2 separate regions of the Mus musculus genome follow, and region 1 is linked to region 2. Evidence: chromatin contacts called from public Hi-C data. All regions are on one chromosome and are shown on one strand. The core of a region is the stretch at or near the end of the contact, and the rest is flanking DNA. Distances in the headings are between cores, read along the strand shown. Region 1 has its middle 13 kb from the start of Mir7004. Region 2 overlaps Nfatc2 (nuclear factor of activated T cells, cytoplasmic, calcineurin dependent 2).

Region 1 (7,396 bases), core at 3,312-5,811, 79 kb after region 2:
TCCTCTTAGATAAGAAGTATTCTAGGTCATTTCTGTTGCTGTGATAAAATACCTTAGCAAAAGGCAACAAGGAAGAGAAAGGGTTTGCTTGTCTGACAATTCCAGGTCACAGTCCATCACTGAGGGGAGGCTAAGACAGGAACTCAAGCAGCTAGCCACAGTCAAGAGCAGAGGAAAATGGGGTGCCCTCATACCACCCGATTGCTTGTGTTTTACTAAATTGGCTTTCTCCACTCTTACATAGTTCAGAGCCTGCTGCCTAGGGAATGTGCCGCCCATAATGGACTGGGTCTTTCCATATTAATTAACAATCAAAACAACCCCCCATAGACTTGCCCACGGGTCAACCTGGTCTGAACAGTCTCTGGGCAAACCTCTCTTGCAGGTGGTTCTAGATTGTGGAGAATTGACAGCTAAGACTAACCAGCGCAGGGAACAGGTCCCATCTGATTTGTGTTGTTAGGGAATTTTTTATGACGTCAGGTATCTTCCTCTTGGTTGTGCCTTCTTAGTACTATATGAACCCTCAGGGTTTGCTCATCTACAGTGGGGCTTGGCATACCTGCCCTGTGAGATGCAGGTGTATGTGGGGTGTGACATGGGACAGAAAGGCAGAAACCCCACTCAAGCTCCTGAGTCCCCCAGGTCCTGTTCTCTGCTCCACGATGTAACGCCTGCATTGCATGATTTAAAGTAGTTGCATGGTTTCCTGCTGTGTATATTTCACCAGACTTTATAAAACACTGAACTAAGCAAAGGAATAGCCTTCTGGTGTCAGGAAGGCTTGCTGAGTTCCTGCTCTGGGTCAGATCCTAGCAGCTAAAGGACAGTCTGGGATCTAGTTCCCCTTCCCTCCTCCCCCAGGGACTCCAGAAGCAGAAGTCAGAGACAAAGCTACCGTCCCCATGTGGACACCAGCCAATCCCTCCCCATCTCGTCTCCCAAGCTTTGGAATTTATTAAACTCAAGCAAATTCTGCCTTCTGTTTTATTAATGAATGTTTTAATGTAAAAAGAAAAAAAAAACTTTGAAATCATTTTCCAGTTTGATTGCTTCCATGCGGTCTCTCCCAAAACCCTGAGCACACAGATTCCTGGACAGGCAACTTTACTTTCTCTGTGGTCACACAGACCTCAGCCCTACAGGGGACTGTGACCCAGCTGGGTGCCCAGCCAGCCCGGCACACCCCAGGTGACATGCACACAGAGGTGAGGCATTGTCTGCCTTGGAGCAAAGACTCTAGGCCACAGGCCTGATAACCTACAACGATCAAGGCAGATGATGTCTAGAGTGCCAGGCAGGGGCCAGTTTTGACAAGGATCACAGAGCTTTAGGTGCAGGCTGGGGGTGGGGGTGCGGGTAGGGGTGGGGTTGTGATAGCAATGTCTCTGCCTACCCACTAAAGATGCCTGTGAAAAGAACCTTGCCATGTCTGCACCCCCAGCCTCGTCACCTCATTGCTGACTCTTAGAACTGGTGAGGAACTAAAGCTCAGAGAGGTTAGGCAACTGGCCCCAGGTCACTCAGAGAGAAAGTCAAGGGACTAGCATTCTAACTGGGGTTATATCAAGCCCACCTGGCCTCTGACCCCCAATGCCAGTGCGCCTTCAGTGTGACAATGATTTCCTTTATGCCTCTGCTCCATCTATCTAAGAAGTGTTGTGCTATGTGTGTCTGGGGATGGGGGGGCATACGTGTGTGCCTAAGCACACACATTCACATGGGTGACCATAGCAACATTGGTGTCTTCCACAAAAGCTCTCCTCCTTGTTCTCATGAGACAGGGTCTCTCCCTTAATCTGAAGATTGCTGATTCTCCTAGGCTGGCTGGCAACGAGGCCTGGAGCTGCCATCCTCCGCCCTCCCCCAGAGGTTGCTCGAGGTCCGGGGCTGGTGTGCATAGTTCTTAGCAGGGTTCTGGGGAATCCAAACGCAGGTCTCGTAGTGTGCACAGCAATCACTTTACAGACTGAGTCGGCTCCCCTGCTCCTGCAGGCCTTTGGCTGCCTCTCCTTCCACCCAGGCTGCCCTAGCAGAGCAGAGGCTCCGTGGCTCTGTGTGTGCTGGCCCAGCTCTTGGAGGCCCTGGGCCATTTTCTCTAATGCGCCTGCTGCTGATGAGCCGCCTGACAATATTATGCTAAGTTATGTGCATACAAAGTGGCATCTTAGATTCTAATTACCAGCAGCATCTTTGAAGGATTCCTGCTTCATTTCCAGAGCAATCACCCACCTCAGTGTCTCTGGCTGATGAGCTGTTCGGGGGCCAACTGCCTGCCTGGCCCAGCCCCGTTGGAATCCGCAGGGCTCTGGGTGTCATTAGCGGCTCCGATTTGCCTCTCTACAAATCTGTTTCATATATAAGGACAAACGAGGACACATTCTTGCCCGTCTTTAGGACACTTGCTGCATTCTTCCCGAAGCCGGCTCTTCTTTCTTCAGGGGAGGGGGGTGGGTAATCTGAATGCGGCCTGGGCGCCGCAGTTCTGACTGCACAAGGCTTTGCCTTCGAAACTTGACCCAAAGGAGCACACTAGGGACAGGGACACACTCGGTGGGGGTTTCCTCTGCATGTTCTTCCTATATGCCATGTTTAGTTCCAAGAGGCTGATCAGCTCTGCATCAGAACTTGAGAAAGAAGCCACCTCAGCCGCCAGCCATCTAGGCCGAGCAAGGCTCTTTCATGTATGCCTAGAAAGCAAGCACATGTCTCATCCAAACTCTCCATTTCATAGTCAACTGGGCTGACATGCAACACCTGGTCTGGGCAGGACAGCCTGCAGAGGGTCTCATGTGAGGCCCCCTGGTTAGGGGTAGAGGTGGGACAAGGAGGGAAGAAGAACAGGACACAGCTCAAGTGCAGAACGCTATGTCTAACGCTATAGACCTCCTCGGCCTGGAGGCCAAGTTCTACATCTCAGCTCTCCTCCCGTGAGCCTTTCCAACATGCCTCGTGCTTCCTACCCCAGGGCCTTTACACATCACTGCTGGAACACTCTTCCCTTCTTTCCAGGTCCAGGTAGCTGATTTCCAGCCTCTCTCTGCCCCTCATCACCTCCCATCCATTACAGTTCCCCTAGATCTGTCTTCTTTATCAACCTCATCTCCACCAGGTACTGGAATTGTATCTGTTGGTGGACTGCATGCCACACACACACACACACACACACACACACACACACACACACACACAGAGAGAGAGAGAGAGAGAGAGAGAGAGAGAAGAGAGAGAGAAATGGTGTCATTCCTCCAAGAACAGGATTAGTGTTTCCTCACACACAGTAGGTACTCTGTCTCCACAGGGTAGAAAAAAATAGTACCCAAACTTCAGCATAATCTATCCACCCTCCGCCCCTCCTCCACTTTCTTTATGCTGGACTTCCCAGTCTTTCTCAAAGGAAAGACCCCCCAGGTTGATGGCCCAACAGAGACAATCTAATCTCTCTCTCTTCATTCTCCTCTGAACTCAGAACGTCAAGTTCTCCATATGGACAGACAGAGCCCATAGCCACACGCAAAGAAAGGGACCTGGCTTGTGCCCAAGCCCAGGTCGTGGGTGACTTCATGGTGACTCAGTTACCCTGGCTTCTAGGGGAGTCTGTTTCAGACTCAAACCTCACCGTGTAAGAGAGGGTGGAGCTCTGCCCTGGCATCCAGGCCAGCAGGCAACAGTCGGTAAAGATGTATGGAACAGGTCACTCATAAAAGAGGGGGGCAGGGCGGGGAGAAACCCCAGCGCTGGGCTTTGGAGGAAACCCGATCTGGTACTTCGTGATCCTCCAAAAATTCACCAGCCCCCCAAAGTGCTGAAGCTGCCCCTCCAACCGCAGCCACATGGGGATGAAACCAAATCCCATGGAAAGATTTGGAAAAAAAAAAATTATGCAATGTTTGGGTGAAAAAAAAAAAAAAGGCGGGGAAGTAAGAGGAGGTATCAGGGAAGGGGGGAAAAATAACCAACTCAACTTTTTCCCAGAGCCCAACAGGGTTATTTCTGTCTTTTAATGATAGATTCCCCATGGCTTCTAGGGTAGTTTGGAGAGGCACGAAGGCGGGGCCCGCTAGGTTATGTAACCCATTTAAAGTCGGAAATTAGCAAGGCCTGAATGAATCCTGTTACTGTATTCCGACTTCTGGAAAGCCTGGAGCCCGACAGTTCTATTTTGAGGTGAACCAATCCATCACTCCCAGGTCACCTCACAAACACCACCAGGCCGCCTGTCACCCTGCAAAGTTTCATAACAAAAACAGCTGAAGTGCTCAGGGTATCGGAACATTGTGTCTCTAAACCAAATCACCCCAACAGGGAGTTGGCATGGCTGCCAGATGCCGGTGGCTCAAAAATGCAAATAGTTAATACCAAATTAATATTCATCGCCCGTACCCTCCCCTCTGCTTCCCGGCCATGGATTTTTTTAAAACATTATTAAGCACAGCAAAATAGTCTATATATCAACACGAAAAGAAATGTCTGTCTTTAACACTGCCTTGGGCCACGAAATAAACTCTGGAGGCCTGAAGGAAACTTGGGCAGCTCTAAGCAGGGCACCCATGACTTTCAGTCCTCGTGTGCCCCCTGGTGGCTGAGATGTGCAGGGGCGGCCAGGACAATATATCTCCTGGCAAGGGGGCCCTGAACTTCCCACCTGAGGTGCATGGGACCACTTTGCCCAGGGCATTGCTGCTGGTGCCAACAGCTAAGTCACCATTTTTTATCTGACACACGATGAAGAAAGTCCTTCCTGGGACCACACTGCTGACTAGACTGGCCAGCTGGATATTAGAACGTGCTTCCACACACAGGCCATTTTACAGGGTTATACAGGTGGCAAACGGGCATGGGCTCATTAGGCTGTGCAAGTTCTTTGTCATTGGTGGTCACATCTTAGTATGGGGTTCCCTGTGCACCCAGACCTCTGCCCACTGGGAGCCAGAAACTACTGAGTCACTGGAAGATAGCTTCTGACAATGTCACACATCTCCCAGGGACACAGTCTCCTCTGACTTAAGGCTCGATACGCTAAGGAGATACCAAATTCTTTGTTTTTAAACCTCCCGTGTACAAAGACAGAAGTGTGTTCCTGATGCTTCCATCCTCTGACTGAAAACAAAGAGAAACAGAAAACCTTTCGTGTCGCCTGTTCAAACGTGACGCTTCGGGCTTTTTTTTCATTTTTATCCATCAGGTTTGAAATCTGACATGTCACACAGTGAATCATGGTGTAGGGTAAGAATGGATGTGCACGGAGCATGGTGGCACATGCCTTTGATCCTAGCACCAGGGAGGCAGAAGAGGATGGGTTTCTGTGAGTTCAAGGCCAGCCAGGGCTATAAAGAGAAACCCTGTCCTAAATAAGCAAATAAATAAATAAAGCAAGGAAGCATTTGAGCATGTGCAGGTGCGTGTGTATGTGTGCACCTGTGTGTGCACCTGTGTGCACACCTGTGGGTGCAGGCCAGGAGCTCATGTCGACGGCCTCCCTCCCTGTTTTCACTTTATTTTTGAGACAAGGTCTCTCACTGAACCTGGAGCTGATTCAGACTGGATGGCCAGTGAGTCCCAGTGATCTCTCTCTCTCTCTCTCTCTCTCTCTCTCTCTCTCTCTCTCTCTCTGTGTGTGTGTGTGTGTGTGTGTGTGTGTGTCTCCCCCTCCCTCCCTCCCCGCCCCCACCCCATCCCCAGCTCGGCTATGGATCTATGGATGTGTACAACTATCTGGCTTTTACGTGGGCTCCTGGGATCTGAACTCAGGTCCTCAAACTTTCACAGCAGCTGTGTCCCTAGCACCCCAAACAACCTTTAACTGGGAAGTTATTCATGCTTGTTTTGCCCTGAGAGAGGCACACAACAGAAGCATGGTCGGACCTCCCTTGTGTTTCACCACCCATCATACATTAAAGGGACCCCCAAAGGCAGAGAGAACACAGCTTTATTGGCCAGCAGTAACAGACCACGCTGGTAAACAAAGAGAGGGATCGCCCAGAAACTAAGCCAATCACAGGTGTCACCACAGAACCAAGAATTCGAAGCATCTGGACATTCCTGCTAAATAAATGAAAACGTGCTGTGCCCACGTGTCTCTACTCTGATCAGAAAGTCATGTCCCGGTGAGCACCTAGCTCACCCACACACACGGCAGCCCACCAAGGAAGGAATGAGGTTCCCGGGTGAGTGAGCCTGTGGACCCCAATCTCACTGCCGCTAGTCTAAGTACCACATGCCCACCTCACCCACAAACACAGCAGTCACTGACACAGCCCCGCCTGCACTGAGGAACCTGTCTGAGCACATGGGGACAGCGGGGTGGGGTGGAGTAGCCAGCTAGGAGAGGGCCCCATGACGTGACCGTTGCAGGTCTGCGGGCTCTAGGTTGGAGTGGCAGTATCTGTCCACAGTGATTCCCCACCCCCTCCTGAAGACATGGATGCAAGTGCTGAAAAGAGAAACAAGGCACACTGTGTCTATAAAGCGCCTTCTTTTCTTCCCCAAGTGTGAAGAGGCCTGAGGGAGATGGGTCTGTTTGCATGTGCGTGGGGCGCGCACGCTTTTGCATGTTTGTGTAGAAGCCAGAGATCAGCCTCCATGCTGTCCCCTGAGCTTTTAGAGGCAGAGTCTCTCACTGGGACCTGAAACTTGACCACTGGTTTAGTCTGGCTGGCCAGAGAAGCCTGGGGATCCTGTTGTCTCCAGTGACATCACCACGCCTGAGTTCTGGGCCAAGGCTCAGACTCAGGTCCTCACGCTGACCTGCCTCTTCCCCAACCAGAGAGTTGGGATTTCAAAGGAATGAAAAGCAAGGATTTTGGAAATGGCACTGTTTTTCCAGAGGACCCGAGTTTGGTTCCCAGCACCCTGTATCCAACTTCAAGGGACTCAGTAGCTCTGGCCTCTTCCAAGTACTTACTTACATACATACATATATATATATATATATACACATACATACACAATTAATAATGGGGAAAGAAATCAAATATTTCTGTAAACACTGGGAATGGTATCACTGACCTACTCGAGACAAATGCCAAAAACAGTTTAAAAAAAACAATAGCTATGGGTCTTTGCATGTATGTGCATATGTGTGCATGTATGTGTGCTTATGTGTGCGTGCATGTATGTTTGTATGTGGAGGTCACGGGACAACTTTTAGGAGTTGTTTCCTTCCTTCCACAGTGTGGGTCCCAGGGATCAAACTCGGGGTGTCAGGCTTGGTTGGAGGCACCTTTCACCCACTGAACCATCTTGCTGGCACGGTAGATATCCTTGCTAAACAGAATGAAGCAGCGGATGTGTAGACTTGAGATTTTTGGCAAGAGTTTAAGATGCTGTCCTTGAAGGGGGGGGGGTCTCTACCACCTTCCAACCCCTCCCCCAGGAGACAAAGCAAAGCAGAACA
Region 2 (7,788 bases), core at 753-3,252:
TCTGTTGCTGTGATAAAATACTCCGACCCAATGCGGCACAGGGGAGGAAAGGGCTCACTGGCTTATGTAGTCCACCACTGAGGGAAGTCAAGACAGGAGCCTGAAGGCAGGACCCCGCCAGCTGTTCCACAAAGTGTTACATCTGTCCAAGGAGTGCTCATTCACTCACAGCCAAGGAAGCGCAGCAGAAATCACGGAGGGCGCTGCTTGCTGGCCCACGGGCCTGCTTCTGCTCGGCCAGCTTTCTTAAACAGCTCAGGACCACCTGCCAGGGAATGGTGCCACCGTCGGTGGGCTGGGTCCTCCTGTCTAGATCAATATCAAGGCAATCTCCAACAGATACACCCACAGGCCAGTCTGATCTAGGCAAGTCCACAACAGAGGCTGTCCTTCTCAGATGACCGGAAGCTGTGTCCAGTTACCAGCTAAAGCTGACCAGAGCACAGGGCCGTCTCTGAGGAACCTGGTGAAAGCAGAGGGTCTTGACATCACAGGGCTTAGTCCATTCCTGGCAGCAGCAACTTTTAATGATGCGTTCAATTACTTCCACGGGATAACACTTGTCCAGCTCTGCCCTGGTGCCTTGGGTGGCACCTGGCACACATAGATATGCCCTACAAAACTGCTGAAGGCCTGAGCAGACAGACCCTCTGTGGAATGTGATGGCTATTCTTGACTAATACAGGGAGTGACTCATCTTCCCAAAGTGCTGTGAAGAGGTTTATTCATGTCTGGGAGAGTCCCCACGTTTGCAGACTCCCTAACTAAATTCCCTGCTCTTTTGGACCAATCTGCAGGAATGTGTCTCTCTGTCTCCCTGTGAAAGAGACATATCATACCAAGCCAGTTATACCAGGAGTCGGGAGAGGAGTCAGACTTACGGCTGGAAAAATGAAGTTTACAACCTTGAGCCTGAGTCAAAAAAGACAGCAATTTGGCAGTGCCATGGAGGTGGTGAGAGAAAGTGGGGGGGGGGGGAGCCAGGCCCACAGCCCACACTGTCACCAGAAGGCCAGGTAGGTGGGGATGTTCCCTTCAAACGCAGCCCTCTGGTAGTCTCTTGTGCAGGATCCTGACCTGACACTGAAGGACAAGGTGACAACTGTCTACACATTCCCTGGAGGGGAAACTGAGGGATGAAGAGAGCTTTCAGGAACCCCATGAAAGCCAGGCATGGTGCCCCATGCCCACAATCCCAGCACTCTGGAAAGCCAAAGCGGGAGTTCAAAAGCAACTCAGGCTACACAGCCAAACCTGTTCTCAGCACATTTACCCTTCAAAAAACCCAAAAAACAAAAAAGAACACCCATACAATTATTTGAACATGCTCCAAGGAGAAAGGTTAATTTCCTGCAGGGGAACCCGTGGCAGCTCTGTATCCCCAACCCCAATAACACAGCCCCTCCCAACTCCACGTAAACACTTCACCAAAGATGGGACATCCTGGGGGGGGGGGCAGCATAAGAGCTGGCCTCTCGTGTTTCATTGCATCGAAAGCTGGAAGACTCTTCTCAGACTGCTGGAGTAGCAGAGGGCAGGACTCGTGAAATGCAAGCCAGGTTGAGCCAGCTGGCACCCTACCATGCTAAGGTGAGATGTCCCCATCCTTTGCCCTCTCCCCCCCCCCAAAAAAAAGGCCAGGCAGGTCTCTCTGGAGCTGGACCAAGAATTCTGACTCATTTTTGCCACAGGAGAGAAAGAAAGAAAAAGAAAGAGGTGGACACGATGTGTAACTTTCTGTACTCTATTTTGGGATTTTTAAAGATCCAATTTCTTGGGTTGCAAAGGGTGGGTTTTTGGAGGGCTCTGCACAAGGCACAGGTCTCCGGAGCTGGCTAGACAGGCTGAGACGCTTGCGTCGCAGACCTGGCAAGGCGGGGCCACTGGAAGATCAACAGATCGCATCAGCCTGAAACAAGGAGCTAGTTCTTATAAGGCCTTGTGGCCTGGCATTCATTCACCAGGGATGGAGGCTGGGGGCTGGCCGGTGTGAGTCACCACTCCACTGGAGGCAGCTCGGTTCATTCACTCCTTCCTCCATTCAACAGAGACCAACCAGCACCGAGGGGAAGGGACGGCTGCCCTGCGGGGTGATTCACATGGCGTTTTGGGGTGGAAAGCACTTCAGTCTGCTTAATGCTAAGTAAGATTCATGCTCCTCTGTGGCCAGGGAAGTCCACAGCAAAGGGGCTGACAAGTCCCTAACCCCCTAGCCCAAGGTGACCACAAGGTGAGACAGGCAAAGGGTTGCTTTTCCACAAGAAACCACTCCTTAGAAATCTGCAGGATCCCTTCCCCAATGCATTTTGCAACAATGTAGCATCCAAGATCCAGCGTTCCGCATCGAGGAATACATTGAAGCCATGGCAGCTGGGAACAGTGGATTATCACATCTCTGTTTAGGATCTAGGATTCTCAGCCTCATCATTGGGGACTGATCACCCCCTGTTGTGGTCCCCAGGCCCAAGTTTGGCAGCAGCACACACTTCTTGATACATTAGATGCCAATGAGCCTTCCCCAACTATGATAAACAAAATATCTCAAGATGCTGCCAAATGTCCTCTGGGGCACAAAGTCATCCTAGTGAGGGCGAATACGTAAAGATGACTCTGTTAGAGCAACAGCCCTGGTCCAATGGCAGGCAGAGACCTTGTGCTACTCCATGGCCTACCTGACTTTGATACCCTATCACTGTCCTATCCTGCTGCACGGACCCTGCTGAGAATTGCTCTGCCTCTTTCCATGCCTCCATCCTCAAGAGAGTTTTCACAGCCTCCAGTGGGATCTTCTTAAAGTCAATGAGAGTATATGATTCCCTACTTAAAACTGGCCACATGGCTGTCTGGTGAATAGAGAACCAATTAGAATCCCATGCTCTGCGGAACCTTGCTAGCTCCGCCTCTCTCTCCAGCTCTGCCCACCCTTGTTCCTTTCTTATCCAGTTCAAAGCCAGCCATATCCACCTCTCGGCTATTTCTAAAACACCCTTGTTCCCCTGCCTCAGGACCTTTGCACCTACAATGCCTACTATCTGGAAGATGCCTGCCTGGACTGACCCCAATCAGATTTCTTGTAATCATTCAAATACCTCCCCTAAATGGGCACATCCCCAGAGTCCCCAAGAGAAATGTTTTCTAAAAGTCTGCAGTGAACATACACTACCACACTGCTCCTTGTCATAAGAAAAATCTGAAAAGCATCTCGGGCACCTCGCTGGTTCTTGAGTGCCAACCTCAAGAGACTCCATCCTTATGCTGTGTCTCCTCAGCCCGGCTCCACCTACAAAGCACAGAGGTAAGAATTCTTTCCTATGTGGGATTTATAGATGAAGGAGCCAGGGCTCGGCTTGGTTTCTTCCTTGACTAGCACACTATGGTGGCCAGGGAGAGACTGTGCTCACTACAGAGAAAGCAGGGGTTTGGGGACATACTCTTACACACAGAGGAAACTCTCAAAGGTCCCAGTGGTTGTCCATCACCAGGGTCTTCCTCTAAGCCTGTCCTTCTACATGTTATACCAAGACCCTCTCTAGACCCTGAGTCTAAGAAAGGACTTGCAACTGTACCTTCAGTATCATCCAGTGTGCTAGCTGTCACCACCTCTAATTCTGTTTTCCATGTAACAGCGGCAGCTGTGGCCAAGCCAAAAAAGGTACAGCATGGCATTCTTTGCAGCTGAAGGTGGCTGTGTTACTCGATGAAGCCAACAAGATCTTAGCAGACACGGGTGAGTGACTTATCGAGGGTTCCTAAGCAGAAACTGATGAAGCTGAGGAGAGGAAGCCTTTACACTACCTCCCTTCCACTGCCTGGAATGCAAGTGTGATGGCCATAGCCACAGCAGCTGTTTTGGTCCCATGAGGCGACCATTGACAGATTCCTGGCGACGTCCCAGTCCTTAGCTCTACACACTTGCTGTATAGTTTGGGGTGTCTACCCAGTTGTTATTTAGGGTTTATGGTTGATGCAGCCAAACCTAAGCTCAGCTAAAAAGTCCATCTCCATGGTGACGTGCCCTTCAAGCTAAGGAAGGCTCCCACTTAAAGACACCCAAGGTGCAGAGACAGCAGATGCCTCAGTGTTGTCTCTATACAGACCACGGACCAGTGCACGTCTGCCCCACCAAGGACTTTTAGTTTGATTTTACTTTTGATTTTGAGAGAGGGTCTCACATAGCCCAGGCTGGCCTCAAACTCACTGTGTAGCCAAGGATGACTTTGGACTCCTAAACATCCTGCCGCTATCGCCCAAGTGCTATGTCTACAGGTTTATGGAGCACCATGTAGAGATAGTTCATGCAGTGCCAAGAATAGAACCCAGGGCCCTCGAGCACGTTAGGCCGGCTAGGTCTTTACCAACTGAGCCACACGCCCACAAAGGGCTTCTTTAAACTGCTGTCTCTAAAAAGCCAGACCTGAGAGTCCCCCAGAAGGACACTGCCATCAACAGCATTGAATGCTCGTGCCCACACCCAGAGCAGGAACCGACCCCCCAACACTGTCTTCTTGCCATCTCACTAGAACTTTCCCCCGAGGGTGGGAAGTGGGGAGAAGGTGGCTGTCTGACCCTTGCCGGCGGGGGTAGGGGGGAGATGAGGGAGCTCACTGGAAATAAAATCCCTGCTTACTTTCTGTCTGGTTTCCGAATTGCTTTTTCCTGGTCCTACGGTGCCAGCGCTGGCAGCTTTGTGATGATTTAAAATTCACGGCAACTAATGTTTGCTGAGCAGCGTCTCGCCAGCAGCAGGGCCGTGCTGGGGAAAATGTGTACAACGGTGGAGGTGGGGTCTATAATTAACCATAATAACAGCAGTGGCTGCCGTGCCGTGTACGGAGGCCTGGTAAAGGCTGCACGCTGTCAACTCCCTGGGTCTTCAGAGCAGTACCAAAGGGACACTTAATTTATATGAGGAGAGACTGAAGCACAGAGAGGGTGGACATTTCGCTCAAGATCACACAACTAGGAAGACAATGACCAGATGTGGGCCCAGACAAGCTTAGCTCCATAGCTATGCAGTGACTGTTACCTTGACAGCAGGATCAAAGTTCACCCACAAGCAGCCAGGACCTCGATCCCCAGATGTCAGTCAATCTCCGGCCACGACTGTGGTCTTTTACTGGAGTGTTAATGATTTAATCTTTAACATTTCCCCTATCTTTACTTGCAGAAATTATTTAAAAAGAAACATAGTGGTGCTACACACAGTGGGAGCTTCACACAGTGGGAGCTGCACACAGTGGGAGCTGCACATGGTGGAAGCTATACACAGTGGGAGCTTCACATAGTGGGAGCTGCACATAGTGGGAGCTGCACATAGTGGAAACTGCACACAGCAGTAAGCCACGGTCCTGGAGACCAGTGGATCATCACCAAAAGAGTTAAGAAACCTGCCCAGCTTGCCTCACGCTGGGGTGCTCAGCAAACCAGTGCAGAGAGCTGGACGGCTCTGCCACTGAGCTGTGACTGCAAGAAGAGGGAACACACAGCCACCATGGACTGGGAGGAATGGCAAGAGGGGCTGGAAGAGAAACCTGCCTGACAGGACCGGCTGAGATGTGGAAGAGCTAACCCACTCCCATGAGACGTGTATCCAGCTAGGAGTCATTTCCCTGCCTGTGGAGCAGGAAGAGGATCAATGCCTTCCCCCCCCCCTCCCCCCAGTAGTAGGGTAGAAGAGCTGAGACAGGAGGATTGCTGCAAGTTCAAGGACAGCCTGAACCTGACTGACATACTGTCAGCACAAGAACAGAAAGAAAGCCACTGTTTACCACATCACCTGGGACAGTGTCCCTTACGGTCCCCATGCCCAGGAGCCTGGCTCTAACCCCAGTCACTCAGCCCCCTGTGCAGACACGGACCTGTGGTTAGGTTCTCATCCCTGAGCACAGGACGCCTCTGCACAATGAGAGGGTGCATGTGCGTGAGTGAGCCCTGGCGTGTGGCAGGCACCGGAGACACAGTCATCCATCACCCTTCTCGCTGAAATGTGGGAAAACAAACGACAGACCCGGGTTGGCCCCTGCTAACGAGAACCAAACACAAAGCCCAGCGCAGAGCCTTCCTCTCCTGTGTTTCCCTTTTCCCTTTTCCGGTCTGGAACCAGCCACGGGCCAAGATAAGGGGCTGTGGCAGCAGAGGGTTTCAAAGGCACCGCTGGAAGCTGCGGCACCCAGGGCCCAAGGGCCGGGCCAGCCTTGCTCCCTCGCTCGCTCGGAAGAGCTTTAAACTCACTAACACGCAACCCAGAGAGGAAGCGCCTGGCCAGAGGGCAATCAGCTTCCTTAGGAGGCTTGCTTTCAACTGGCTCCAAGTGGCATCCGCACTGTCAGCCGCCTGTCAAGGCCGGGGAGGGCCTTTCATGTCCCCACATCCCCATCCTCCATGGTGCCTTGTGAGCACGGCATAGTAGCATCCGTGCTGGCGATGGCAGCTGGCTCTCTGGCCCCAGTGGGTGTGAACTGCTGGGCCTCTGTTAACCCACACGGTTTCTGTAAAGTCACTGAGCTCCTCTGTCCCCAGCCTTGTCACCAGTCAGAAAGCCTAATGGGAACCGAGCCCCCACGCCACATGCAGATCCCAACTGCAAAACAGGGGTCCAGGCTGCAGGCCCGGGAGATCACGTAGACGCTCGGGCTGTGGGGCACACGAGTCAGAATGGGAAGTATGCTGTCCTGTTCGCAGGGTAGCCCAGGATTCAGTGCACCTGTGTAGACACAGCTTGTGGAACAAATGCCAGCATACAGTAGGTGCTCAATGCATGTCCCCCTTCATCCTCTGCATCACTACTCTTACTCCTTCGGGGCCACGAATGAGTTTAGAATGAGAGTTGCCTCCGAAGTGTGAACTTGAGATGCTCTTGATCCTGTGAGGATACCCCACTGCCGGAGCCTCTCTCCTGGCTGTGCAGAGGCATGGGCACCAGGCCTAATGCCACCACCAACCAGAAGGCTGTCCAGACTGCGCCTCCAGGGGACAGAGTGATGGAAACAGGACAGTTCTGCTTATGCGGGATCCTGTCACCCATGCTGACCTCAGCCCCAGGCCCCCACGCAGGAATCTCCCCACTGCCCTGCACAGCAGGAGGTTAGCATAGAGTGGACCCAAGACACACTGCCTCCAGCTGCTGACACTGTTGAGCCTGAGATTCATAAGGCTAGGAAGCACCAGTCACACACTGGGCTGCGAGTATATGGGACAACACAGTCACTGCCTTGTGGACTGTGGGGACAGCTAGCAGGAGCAGCTCCTGGAGAGAGTTCTAAGGACTCAGTTACCCTCCTCCCAGGATATCATCAATTTAAACCATCAGCGTCCCTCAGTGTACCCATGAGTCTCGCTGTAGGCTCTGACATTTTGACATAGAAGAAGCCCAAAACCACTGCTGCCTTCACTCCAAGAATGAGCCCCATGCTACACACATCCTTTCTACCACAGTCCAGAGAGGCCGAGGCACCCAGCACAGAGGAGCAACAAGCAGTCGGCTGTTCAAGACAAGTCCAGATGTGGTTGCTGCCACAGCTCCTTCTGCATACTCAGCCTGGCCATTTTTCTCTTTCCTGGCAGTGGAAATCAACCCCTAGAAGCCACCCCCTCTATTGTTAGCTCGTTCACTCTACTACCCATGTGGCCTCCCTCACCCATTTCTGCTTCAAGTAACCCACAAGTTCCCTATGTGTAGCTGACCCTTGGTAAAGCCTCATCTGACTAAATAAAAAGGTTGCTGGCCAACCTGGCCAGAGATGGGAAGACCGTGGAGTGGAGCAAGGGTAGCAGCATTGTCCTCGGCAG

The links. Hi-C and Micro-C count contacts between places; a contact is called where the count stands out from the background.
Region 1: a Hi-C map of the C2C12 cell line shows a contact between it and region 2, with 2.7 times the contacts expected there. The contact joins two enhancer-like sites. A contact is called at or near these places in 16 of 484 Hi-C or Micro-C datasets (the C2C12 cell line, CD4 single positive thymocytes, CD8 T cells and 11 more), 7 of 115 datasets of contacts at active chromatin or transcription factors (the NIH/3T3 cell line, Th17 cells, astrocytes and 4 more) and 3 of 9 other capture datasets (adipose tissue, liver and pancreatic islet).

The regions. Positions count from the first base shown.
Region 1 is chr2:168,624,425-168,631,820 of GRCm38.p6, forward strand. No RefSeq gene overlaps it. Among named protein-coding and RNA genes, the nearest start is that of Mir7004, 13 kb to the right of the region's middle. Within about 2 kb of position 4,562, at least 43 of the 459 cell types and tissues checked have an H3K27ac peak or open chromatin away from gene starts, as enhancers often do. A contact at or near this core is called in the C2C12 cell line, embryonic fibroblasts, muscle stem cells and 1 more, where this site is marked.
Region 2 is chr2:168,547,564-168,555,351 of GRCm38.p6, forward strand. The region is part of intron 3 of Nfatc2 (nuclear factor of activated T cells, cytoplasmic, calcineurin dependent 2); the gene reads right to left. Among named protein-coding and RNA genes, the nearest start is that of Nfatc2, 39 kb to the right of the region's middle. Within about 2 kb of position 2,003, at least 87 of the 459 cell types and tissues checked have an H3K27ac peak or open chromatin away from gene starts, as enhancers often do. A contact at or near this core is called in the C2C12 cell line, embryonic fibroblasts, muscle stem cells and 1 more, where this site is marked.